Regions from separate parts of the Dromaius novaehollandiae genome. Here region 2 is linked to region 1. Evidence: chromatin contacts called from public Hi-C data. All regions are on one chromosome and are shown on one strand. Each heading gives the region's core, a stretch centred on a gene start, on an enhancer-like site or on the middle of the called end of the contact. The rest is flanking DNA. Distances are from core to core; before and after follow the strand shown.

Region 1 (5,289 bases), core at 1,292-3,791:
GCTGTCTGGTTATTATATTTAGCAAGGAAGAGGAGAACAAATCCGTTTTCTTAACATTCATTCCAAGCTCTGGGCACAGACATACATCTCAGCTACGTCCATCAATTTATTTTACACAGGTCTTTCTCTCTCTTACTCCTGATACTCATCAAGGGAGAATTAGACAAGCCAAAGCCTCCAGGTGCTCACTGTGAGCACTGAGATCTCCAAAGCATACTATGCTCAAGATACAGGCCTTAGATCACACTCAAAATAGGTCCAAAAAAAGTAATGGCACACTAAAGCGGTTTTGTGCATTAGTATCCTGTTTTCCTGTAGCAAGTCACAGAGGCACCTGTCATGTTAATTAAAACATACTTTCAGAAAATCTTTTCGAAAGCTACATTCCAAAAATTTTATCATATTTACAGCAACAATTCCCAAAATACACACACCTTATTCAGCTGCAAATTAAAAAGTTGTAAATGAGGGAATTTTACAAGGCGGAGAGGCAAACTCTATGGTTCACACTACAGAACTTGTGCATATGTGTGTATAAATAAGTACGATTTATAATGAGACTATGTTTAGACTAACATTCCAGTTCTGAAAGTGGCCTTTATAGTCATAACTCAGGGGCAAGCCTATTACACAAAGTTTGCTCTGTGTGAAATTCTCATCTAATAGCCTGTAGCGCCATACTGGCATGAATTTTGTACCATTATTCTAATTTGAATAGGCCCCTGTGCCCAATCCAATTTTATTACATTAAGTACATGTTAATTTAAAGGCAATTAAAATAAGAAAGTTGTCAGTGTCACATTCTACTATCTCTAGCAAAATTTCTAATGCCTTTGAAAGCTCATCAAGAATGAGGAGCAATAAAATGTATCAGTAGGACAGTACAACACTTGATAAAGGTGACTGGTACTGACAAGGTACTTGGCTACCAAATGCTGAGAACCTGCAAACTCGCTAGGATGTTAATGAGGACCCTTCCTCTATTAGCGCTGACCCTCATTACATGGTGGGGGAGCTGCCAACTGCCAGTGCCATCTTTTCCCTCCCCATCATAAATGGAACCCTGTGTCTTCATTTAATTTCTGTTTTATAAAGGTCTTTTAGAATATCCTCAGATCACAAAGTACAGACTTCGTTGTAAGTCTTAACGTCAATCTTTTGGTTTTTTCCATAGTTAAATTCTTAAAACAACAAATGAAACTATAGCTAAATATTTTTAAAGAAAAAACAACTGAACGTGGGTGGAACTTGCTAATCTGAAAGTAGCAACCACAGTACCCTCATTCACATATGGATGAGCAGTAAATTCACAAGTTTAAGGTCAGCACTGCGAGTTCTGGCTTTGTTTGTGAATTTCCTACTCTGCCAAAACCTGACCATACTTGGAGGATCTGATACATCCCTTGTTTTTTTCAAGGCTGAGGGAGGAGTTTTTTCCAATTTAGTATTTTCCCGAAGCCTTTCTATGAGAAGTATGGGAATGCTTTTTTTGTGAGAAGTCTACTGTTTTTCTCAAAGATCATGTGGGAAAGTCAGGACACAACGACAGCAGAGAGAACTAAAAGCTTTTGACATCAGCATTCTTCCTTCGGTGTTAGGGACCACTGCAAAAACGTATTTCTTTTTAACATTCTCTAGCAAGAAACAGCAGAATTAATTGGGATGCCTTGAGGTTGGTGGTTAAATTTCGTTAAAGGGGCTGGAAACATTGCTTGGAGTTGAGAATGCAGGCTAGAGCCGCGCAGACTCTTGCTTGTTTGGAGAAACCTGGTCACTTTTTGTCAATTGTTATTTGCTATGTTGGGATTTGCACGAGCTCCAGGAAAACACAAAACAAAAACAACAACAAAAAAAGGCTGAATCCACACAGACTTAGTTTATTTGTGAATTACTACTGCAGGTGTCCAGGTGGCTTTATTTGGTTAGGACATGAGAAGAAAGCAAAAACCGGTGTGTAAAATGAAACATGCAGAGAGAGTAATTACGACCTTAACGTTTTAAAACGGAGCTACAGCAAGGCTGCGCATGCATTAGCTACAAACAGCCTGTGCAGCATCAGATTACAAGACAAATCTCACACCGTGAATATCAGAGAGTATAAATTAAGTGAATCTGGGAACATATGTGAGGAAGTAACAATTACTTGAAAATAGCATAAGTTTGATGCAACTATATCCTAAAAAAATTGTCACAGAATATTTTTTAATCAAAATTACTAGTGCTTTTAAAGACCTTGTTATTAAAAAATATATAGTCTCTGCTTTAACAATAAATACATTTTATTACTCACTAGGCTGTCAACATTACCATATGTATAGAGTAATGCTGTGGTTTTTGAAACTTCAGAACAATAACACTTTTTATAAACAATGGACTTCTGTACAGTATTTTCATCTATCCTATGATGCCATTTCCTGCCCTCTGTTTTCAAGCGTTTTGGTAGCTCATGTGTTAAATCTGGATAGTGTCTTGCTTCCACACCCAATACAGTCATTTCCTGTAGCCCTTATTACAAGGCTCTGCCAGCCCTTCAGAAACATTTCATGCTCTTAATGGTGCTGTCAAAAACAACAAACTTCTTGCCATTGCCTTCTCTGCACAGTATCATTCAGCAGCAGTGCAGGCAGAGTCAAAGCATTTGCTCTGTCAAAAGGCTGAGCATTTTTTTTTTTTTTTAGAACAAAATGAGTGTTTAGAAAAAGTGTTAAGGATGAGAAAAACAAAAATGTCATAGATGTGCAATACTAGGAGCGTTAATCTGACAAAACAGCGGCCCTTTGATAGATATTCTGTGCTTGCTCTTTGCAACAAACACTGAGGTACCTGTATCTATTACTCATATGCTAGGGCTGCAAAAAGACTGTACAATATTCATTTTTTATATGAAATTTGAAGTATTTTTTTGCTATTAAAGATCTAATAAGAAAATCAAATTACAAGTAAAGACTGAAAGGACAACTAAAAGCACAGTATTTCTTAGAGTAAGGTCATGAGCCAGAAACAGATAATGATTACAGGATGATGCAACTGCATGGCAGGTTGCCAAACTGAAGCTTTAATAACCCCATAAATTCCACTTACTATTTTGTATAATACAGAAGTTGTCTCTACCCCACTCACTATAGATCTTCCTCAAATACAATTACTTTAATGTTTAAAAACACTAACAAATTGAAAAATGGAAACAGGATATAAAATCCTATGTAAGTGTAAATTAAAACTACCGGTTTTACTTCCATCACAACAGTTTTATTTAACTGTAATTTTAAGACAGACTACAAAAGCATTTTCAAAATACATATTTGACAAACAGAGATCAATGCAGATGATAAAAGCCCTCGATTATGGGAGTAATTTTAAACAAAGGTGAAAATTATAGTTTAATGAGATTCTATCGTAAAAAGCATTGCCAATGCCTATTAGCCCATTTCTTGTTTGGTCAAATACTTGATTTAAGCTTGAAATAGCTTCTTTTCTGAAAATACATACTAAAACCCGCCCATTTTAACAACTGTATACTAATGCCTTCAGAAACCTAATCCTGCTGAATCTCATTTATTATCCTGCAGTCCAAGATGTAGCATTCAATTATATCAGTCAGACTCATATTTCACTATATAAATCACATCACCTGAAAAAATGAACACACAGGGATGGAAAGTACTCCATGTTCTTATTACAACTCTAGGAATATATTAGTGTCATTGATGCCATTTATCTTTTTTTGTGCTTCAACTTTGGAGAAACTGAATTGTGCACAGTTTTGGAAAATAATCATGGGCAACCAAATAAGCAATACAAGATTAAGCAACATGAGAACTGTAGTACATAAATATTTATCCATCCAATAACTTCACATAACCTGACAAAAGTTACATTATTTAGAAATTTCAAAGTAAATTGAAAATGGTATTTAGCAAGAAGACATCATTACAGTACATGCACAGAATACGAAATAAAGTCTATTTAAGAAAAATATTTACATGTAGGACCTTGCAAAAAAAGGACTACAAGTAAATATGACAACAGCATTTCTATGTGCCTTAACTGCTATAGCTGCATTTTGGGGGGAATGATAGCTCTAAATGGAAATTAAATAACCTGCAGTTTGTACCATTTTCAGCTCTGCAGAACAGAAATCACTGCTGATTCTAGCATCACTTCAGAAAGCCTACTTTCTCCACTAGTTTTGGAAACACTTTATTATAACTTCTCTAAGTAGTAGAAATACATGCATTTTCATTGACCTTTAAACATCGATATTTTGGATAATGCTATGATTAAAATTAAAGTGTACCTTTGACAACAGTGCAAGATTTTGAAATCGGATAACCATGAAAGATTTATACTTTTAAAGGCAGTATTTTAGATATCAAAACAAAACGAAATACACACAACTTTGAAACTCAAGGGAACACTTACTTACGTTAAGAAACTAAATAAAAAAGGACTCATTTTCCAGGTTGCTGGAAATTTTTTTGCCTGGAGCTATATGCAAGGATGAGACATAATTTTCAAGAATATTTAGAATTTAAGTAGACCTTCTACAGGATTAGGATTATTATTCAGAACATAGCAGCAAATTTAAAATGAAAACATACTGCATTTATTTTTAAACGTTATTCAACTGCATGAGAAAAATTAGCACTGGCAATTAGATGCCTTTTAGGTCATTTGTCAGCTAAACTGTTTGCAGTTAATGAAATCGGACTTTTACTTGCTGAACTTGTTGCTTTCTATACGTTGTAGGCACAGCCAGTGTAAAGAAGGGAGAACAGAATTGATATATTAACAGTAATCAGAACTTCTGAGGGCATGTGCTGCAATATCAGGCCAAGCTGACATTATCTAAACATTGAGACTTCACACAAACAGATATGCTGCAGTACTTTCATCCAGCTGGTAGATCAATAGTTTGTTATGCATATGGCAAATTCCAGCCAGAGTTGTCTTGTATCTTCTCGTAAACCAGAAATTTTGGCAAGATAATGAACACACATAACAGTATATGAGATTTCAACAAAAATTTAAGAGTACTTCATGGGCTGTAATGACCTCATGTGGACCTACAGCTTCCAAGAGGTCTTGCTTTTTTTTTAAAAAAAAAAAAATATATATATATATATTTTTTTTTCCATGCCAATTTCAGCCAGTTGTTTCCTGTGAGCTGATCTAATCAGATCATGATGGATGGATCAAACTTTGTTATGTGCTGACAACTGGGTCTGTGTCTATCAAAGGGAGAAGGGTTCAGCTTGCACTCTGCCAACCAGCTGGTCTGTAGTCCAC
Region 2 (5,289 bases), core at 897-3,396, 78 kb after region 1:
ACGACTTGTGGGAAAGGAAAAAAACAAGACTGTGTTCTTACATGTAAGAGGTAGAGATAAGCATTTTAATAATTTTAAAAGACAGACCTATAAAGAAAAACAGAATAGGTTTGCTGTTGTGCCACCTTTTGTGCAAGTGGTTTAAGCACTAGCTCTCAATAACAGAGCAACAGAAATATCCATCAAAATATCACAGCTAGATCTTAAAAATGAAAGATGACTTTTAAAATGAACAATTATTTGTAGTCAGTTAACCTAATCAAGTTTGAAAGCTTATAGACTTCCTCGTGCTATCATAAAAATTTACCAAACATTGAAAATGGTTTAAAATAAACACTGTATATATTACCAATTCCATACCAAAACAAATATGTGTTTTCTTAACGCTGTTTAAAAATTATTCCTTTGTACTGCTCCTTTGTACTTCCCAAAACCATTTTCTCCCCTACCGTTCATGATATATTTAATCCTTGTACAACTATGGGACACAATAGCTTTGCACTGAGTAGTGAAAAAACCTTCTCATACTGTCATCTTTCCTCTAGAAAACTCCAGTTTTTCAACTCTGAAGTTAATCACCTGTCAAAAAAAAAAAATCACTACAGCTTAGTTTTCTAAACAACTCCATTCTCTTTGCCAAACAGCATCCCAAAAGCAGGTAAAAATTTATCGGAAGACATAGCTCCATAAACTCAAAGGATTTACTGCCTTTCAAGCCAAAAAGAGAACAGTCTCTTTCCTTACCCTCATGACTTCTGCACAGGACTGGTTAACGCAAAATCCCATTCGCAGTGCACAACCGTACTTCAATCCCCCCCGCCCCGGACAAAACATCCCCTAGTTTACACATTAGCGAGCAGTTTCTCCTCCCATCTGCAACACACCTTTCTGTGGTGTAAAACTACTTGAACAATTTCTGTGTGTGCCCCTGCCCCTCCCCGACCCCAAGCATTTCCACTATGGTGTCCACAGATGCCTAGTTTGGGTTTTTGGGGTTTTTTTTTTGGTTTTTTGTTTTGTTTTGTTTTTTTTTTTTTAAAGTGTGATGTTGCTTGCCGAACGTGGCTGCCGAGGAGCAGGACAAAAGGTACCTCTGCTCTCCGCGCACACACGCCCCGAGAGGGAAAGTTCACCACCCCAGCGAGGGGGGTCTCACCTCAGGGCTCCCCGAGCGCCAGGGCCTCGCCCCCCAGCCCGCCGCACCAGCCCCCCGGCAGCCTCCCCCGGCCTGGTCCATAAATGTCCATCCTCCCCTCCGGCCCAGCGCAGCGCCAAGTTGCGGAGAGGCCGCGGGGCGCTCGCCCACCCGCCGGGCCGGGCCGGGCCGGGCCGGACCCCGCCGGGCCGCCGCCCCTCCCCCGCCCGCCCGCCCGCGGCGCCCCCTCCCCCGCCCGCCCCCCGCCGCCGCCTCGCGCACCAACTTCCCCGCCAGCAGCCCCCGCGCCGGGGCGGGAAGGGGGGAAATCCCCTCCCCCCCTTCAAGCCGCCCCCCTCAGTGACCCCCGCCCGTCACCCGCTGCCCCGGCCCGACCTCGCTCGCCGCCCCCCCCTCCCGCCGCCTCCGACCCCTGCCGCCCTCCGGAGCCTCGCGGGACCCTGCCCCGCGCTCCCCCTCGCCCCCCAAAGCGGGGACCCCCCCCCCCTCCGGCTCACTCACCCGCCCGCGCTCCCCGCCGCCGCCGCGCCTGCCTCCTCCCCGCTGAGGCTCCTCAGGAGACACTGACACCAGCGCACGGATACCCACTGGGCGCTATTTTTGGGAAACAAGGCCCAACCGAGGCCGGAACTACTTCCTCTGTCACTCTCTCCTCAGGCGGCGGAGCACAGCTGGCTCGTGAAGATATCCTTCCGCCCTTTTCTCCTGGCAGCTCCGGCTACCACTGAGGGCGCTTACCGGAGCCGGCCAGGCGGGGGAGGAGGCGGCAGTAGGGGAGAGGGAGAGGTAAACCTGCGCCGGGCGGTGGGGCTGGAAGTGCCCCAGTTTGGGTAGGCGGCATCGCCGGATTATTTTGTTTTACCATGGGAGCGGCCGGGTCTACATTCTTCGCGGCCGACCCGATCCTGCCAGAACCGCGAGCCCATAGGGCAGAGGGCCGGAGTGAAGGGCGCGCGCGGCCAATCACAGAGCCGGCAGAAGAAAAGAGGCGGCCGCCAACCAGAGCACTGGTTGGGGGCGGGGCGTGAGGAAACGTGGAGCGCTTGAGTGACAAGAGGGCGCTCAATCAGAGAGGCGGAAAGGAAAGCGGCAGCCAATCAGAACCGAGCTCGTGCGGGGCCTACTGCGAAGGAAGCCTTTAGACGTGCCCCGCCTCTCCAAACTTTGCGACAGCGCATGCGCACCGCACTCCGCCGTCGGCCAGGGCGCCCCGTCCCTCGCTTCGCCGCCAGTGACGCACGTACATAGCTCCGCCCAGCCGAGCGGCGGCGCATGCGCGGCCGCGCCTGCCCCTGTAGGGCAGGGCCGTGCGCACCCCGCGCCCGGCGGCGACGTGCTGAAGGGTTGCCCAGGGCAACGGCTGCGCCGGGCCCTGCGGGGGGGCCGCTGGCCGCCTCACGGCCCCACAGCCTCCCCGGCTGTTCAGGTGCCGTCACTTCTGCCGCAGAAACAATCATTTCACAGAATCAGTCCTGTCACAGAAACAAACAAGTGTTTGGTGGCTTTCTGTGAGAGTTCCTGCGCCGTGAGGCCGTGGGCTCGGCCGGCTTCTTCCGGTGGGGTCACGGTCCACCTTGGTCCCCCCATCAGTCTCCAGCTCGTGTTAGCTTTGCCAGAGCTCCCATTAATTTTGCTTTTAAGTGGAAAAGACTGCTTAGAAATACATAATAAAAGATGTAAAAATTGGCATCTTTCACAGTAGGCAGCGGCCAGAGAATGACTCAAAGATAAAATTTTGATGATAAAAAGTTACTTGCCAAAAATCTTCTGTACTCTACTGCTTTCCTAGATTTATACTGCAAGGTACCAAGCCTCAGAGCGAAAGGATGAGAGCCGTTTCAAAGCAGTCAATCACTCATGGAGAGTGTACCTGCCTTTGCTTCAGGACGCAAGAATCGGAAAAAAAAGTAGATCCAAAAATTACTAGAAACCAAGATGAAAGAAATAATGACAGAAACACCAACTCTGAGTGTGCTAAGCACACCGCTGGAGGGAACAGCGTAGCTCCCCAAAGGCCATTCCCCAAAAATGAATGTAAATTTCTGTTGTCTTTTTGCAATTATTTAGCTCAAATGAAAGCAGGAGCAGCTCACTGAAATTTTGAAGATCAGTATTTATAGTGGCTGGGCTGCTTGGATTTTAAATACATAGCCAGGGTATAAGTTCAACAACTTCTGAAACATCCATCTTTCCTTCAAAACAGAAGTGCAAGAGCATGCAATCTTTTACCGTGAATCTAGTAAAGAGCTAATCAAAGATGTGAAAGACACAAAGAAATAACAAAATACAAATAATTGCCATCTACTCTCATGTTTCCAAGCTGCTTGTTACTGACCTATAATGAACAGCAAGAGATTCAAATACATATAGATTTCTTACATTTCTCAACATGAACAGTCCAAATGACACTGATTTTTATATAAGCATAATTTATTCTTTTATTCCTGACTATACCTATCATCCATAATAGCTATAAAGTCTATTACTAGAATCTAATGATTAATACCACGAAATCCTCTCATGAAAGCAATACACTAAAGAGACATTAGATAAAATCCTGAATTCTTTACTTAAGTTTTACAAGTCAGTGGGAGTCTGAATAAAAAACTGAAGTCAGGCCTGAGCAAGGACTTCTGGTTATACTCATTATTAATTATTTTCTGTATGTATAATATGTAATCATATTATTCTAAGCTGGAAAAAATAGAGCAGGAAGCCAAAGAGATAAATAATTGGTTCTAATCTGTTCTTTTCAGCAGCACTAGAGGAATAAGCATAGCATTTACTGCTCAGGAGATTTCTATATACGCCTTGCAAACAATAGTGAAGGAGTATAGAGCCGCATCTTTCATTCACACTACAATGCATTCCTCTCTCAATTGAAATACTGCCCTATGTAACAATTGAGAAAAGGAAGTGCAAAATATGGCATCCAATGGAAACTACAGATGTTGTTTTCCATACACAATGATTTGCTGCTACATCTGCTTCTCCAGACCCCTCTTGGGACTGCTAGTGAAAAAGAATTGGGAGGGGAGGTCACAGATGTTCTCACATGTCACAATAGCGTAAGTGAAAAACCACACCCCCTAGGATGACATGAATAAAACCATATAGGGATTTAAAGATCAACATGACTAAAATCACTGCATGACTTGATGGCTATGTTCTGTGTTAGCTATAATTTCCAGGACAACTGCAAAGGCAAAATGCACCTGGATAATCCAAAGGATACAAAGCTGCAGGTGATTACGGAAAGTCCATACTACAGAGAAAAAATGATGACCTTTATAAGACTAATGAACATCTGGCCACAGAATCAACAACACAACAAACCCCCAAAGAACATCACACTTAACAGGTGAAAAAGCATCACAAGGATGTGCTAGGATCACTCTTGAGAAATAAGAGAACAACCACTGTACGCAATTCTGCCCATCTTACCTACAACCTATAGGCAAAGTATGTCACTGACAGATCCAAAAGAAGCACCTGAAATCTCTTTCCTTGACCAAGTAGCAGGCCTGTGTAATTATCATAATGTTCTAAAGGAGAAATAAACCCAGAGAAATAGGAAATATGAAGAAAACTATGAAAAAAAGACACCAGTGTTATTAGTTTTAACCCAATAGCCTTATAGTTGGAGTCATTATGCAGCAGTCATTATGGCAATAGAGCTTTTCCATGCCTCTCTATTCCAGTGCATTTCCACCCATTTGAGGTGTTTGGAGGCACTACCTCCAAAATCATATCTCTGCTAACTTTTAACTTACATTTTAGGATCTTCTTGCAGAACATTCTGGAGAGACACACCACGGCTGTTCCTCAGGCCTCCTTTCAAATTTTTGCGATATTCCACACAGTCGGTTTTTCATCTTGTGTTCTGCAGAAAAAATTCTTAGTCTCATGGTCCTAAAGGTGAGCTTTGTAAAAAAACAAAATGCGGGAACTAGAGATAAGAGGAGAAGGGGATGTTATGTAGCTTTTGCGTATTTGTCAAACAATTAAGATATCCTCTATAGGGAAGAAGGGGCTAAGAACGAGCTTTTAAGAACAAGGTTTCTTAAAAATCACAGACCAGATTAATTCCTAATATGGTTTCACTTACAATGGTGGAAGTACTCCATGAATGA

What was found. A called contact is a pair of places that touch in the nucleus more often than the background predicts.
Region 2: a contact with region 1 is called in a Hi-C map of liver, with 4 times the contacts expected there. The contact joins the promoter of MEF2A here to the enhancer-like site in region 1. A contact is called at or near these places in 2 of 4 Hi-C or Micro-C datasets (brain and liver).

Annotation. Positions count from the first base shown.
Region 1 is chr10:4,484,945-4,490,233 of bDroNov1.hap1, forward strand. All of the region lies in intron 7 of MEF2A (myocyte enhancer factor 2A), which reads right to left. Among named protein-coding and RNA genes, the nearest start is that of LYSMD4, 33 kb to the left of the region's middle. Within about 2 kb of position 2,542, at least 1 of the 2 cell types and tissues checked has open chromatin away from gene starts, as enhancers often do.
Region 2 is chr10:4,563,535-4,568,823 of bDroNov1.hap1, forward strand. It overlaps MEF2A (myocyte enhancer factor 2A), which reads right to left and starts at 2,147. Exons shown (of 12, transcript XM_064517905.1): 1 at 2,019-2,147.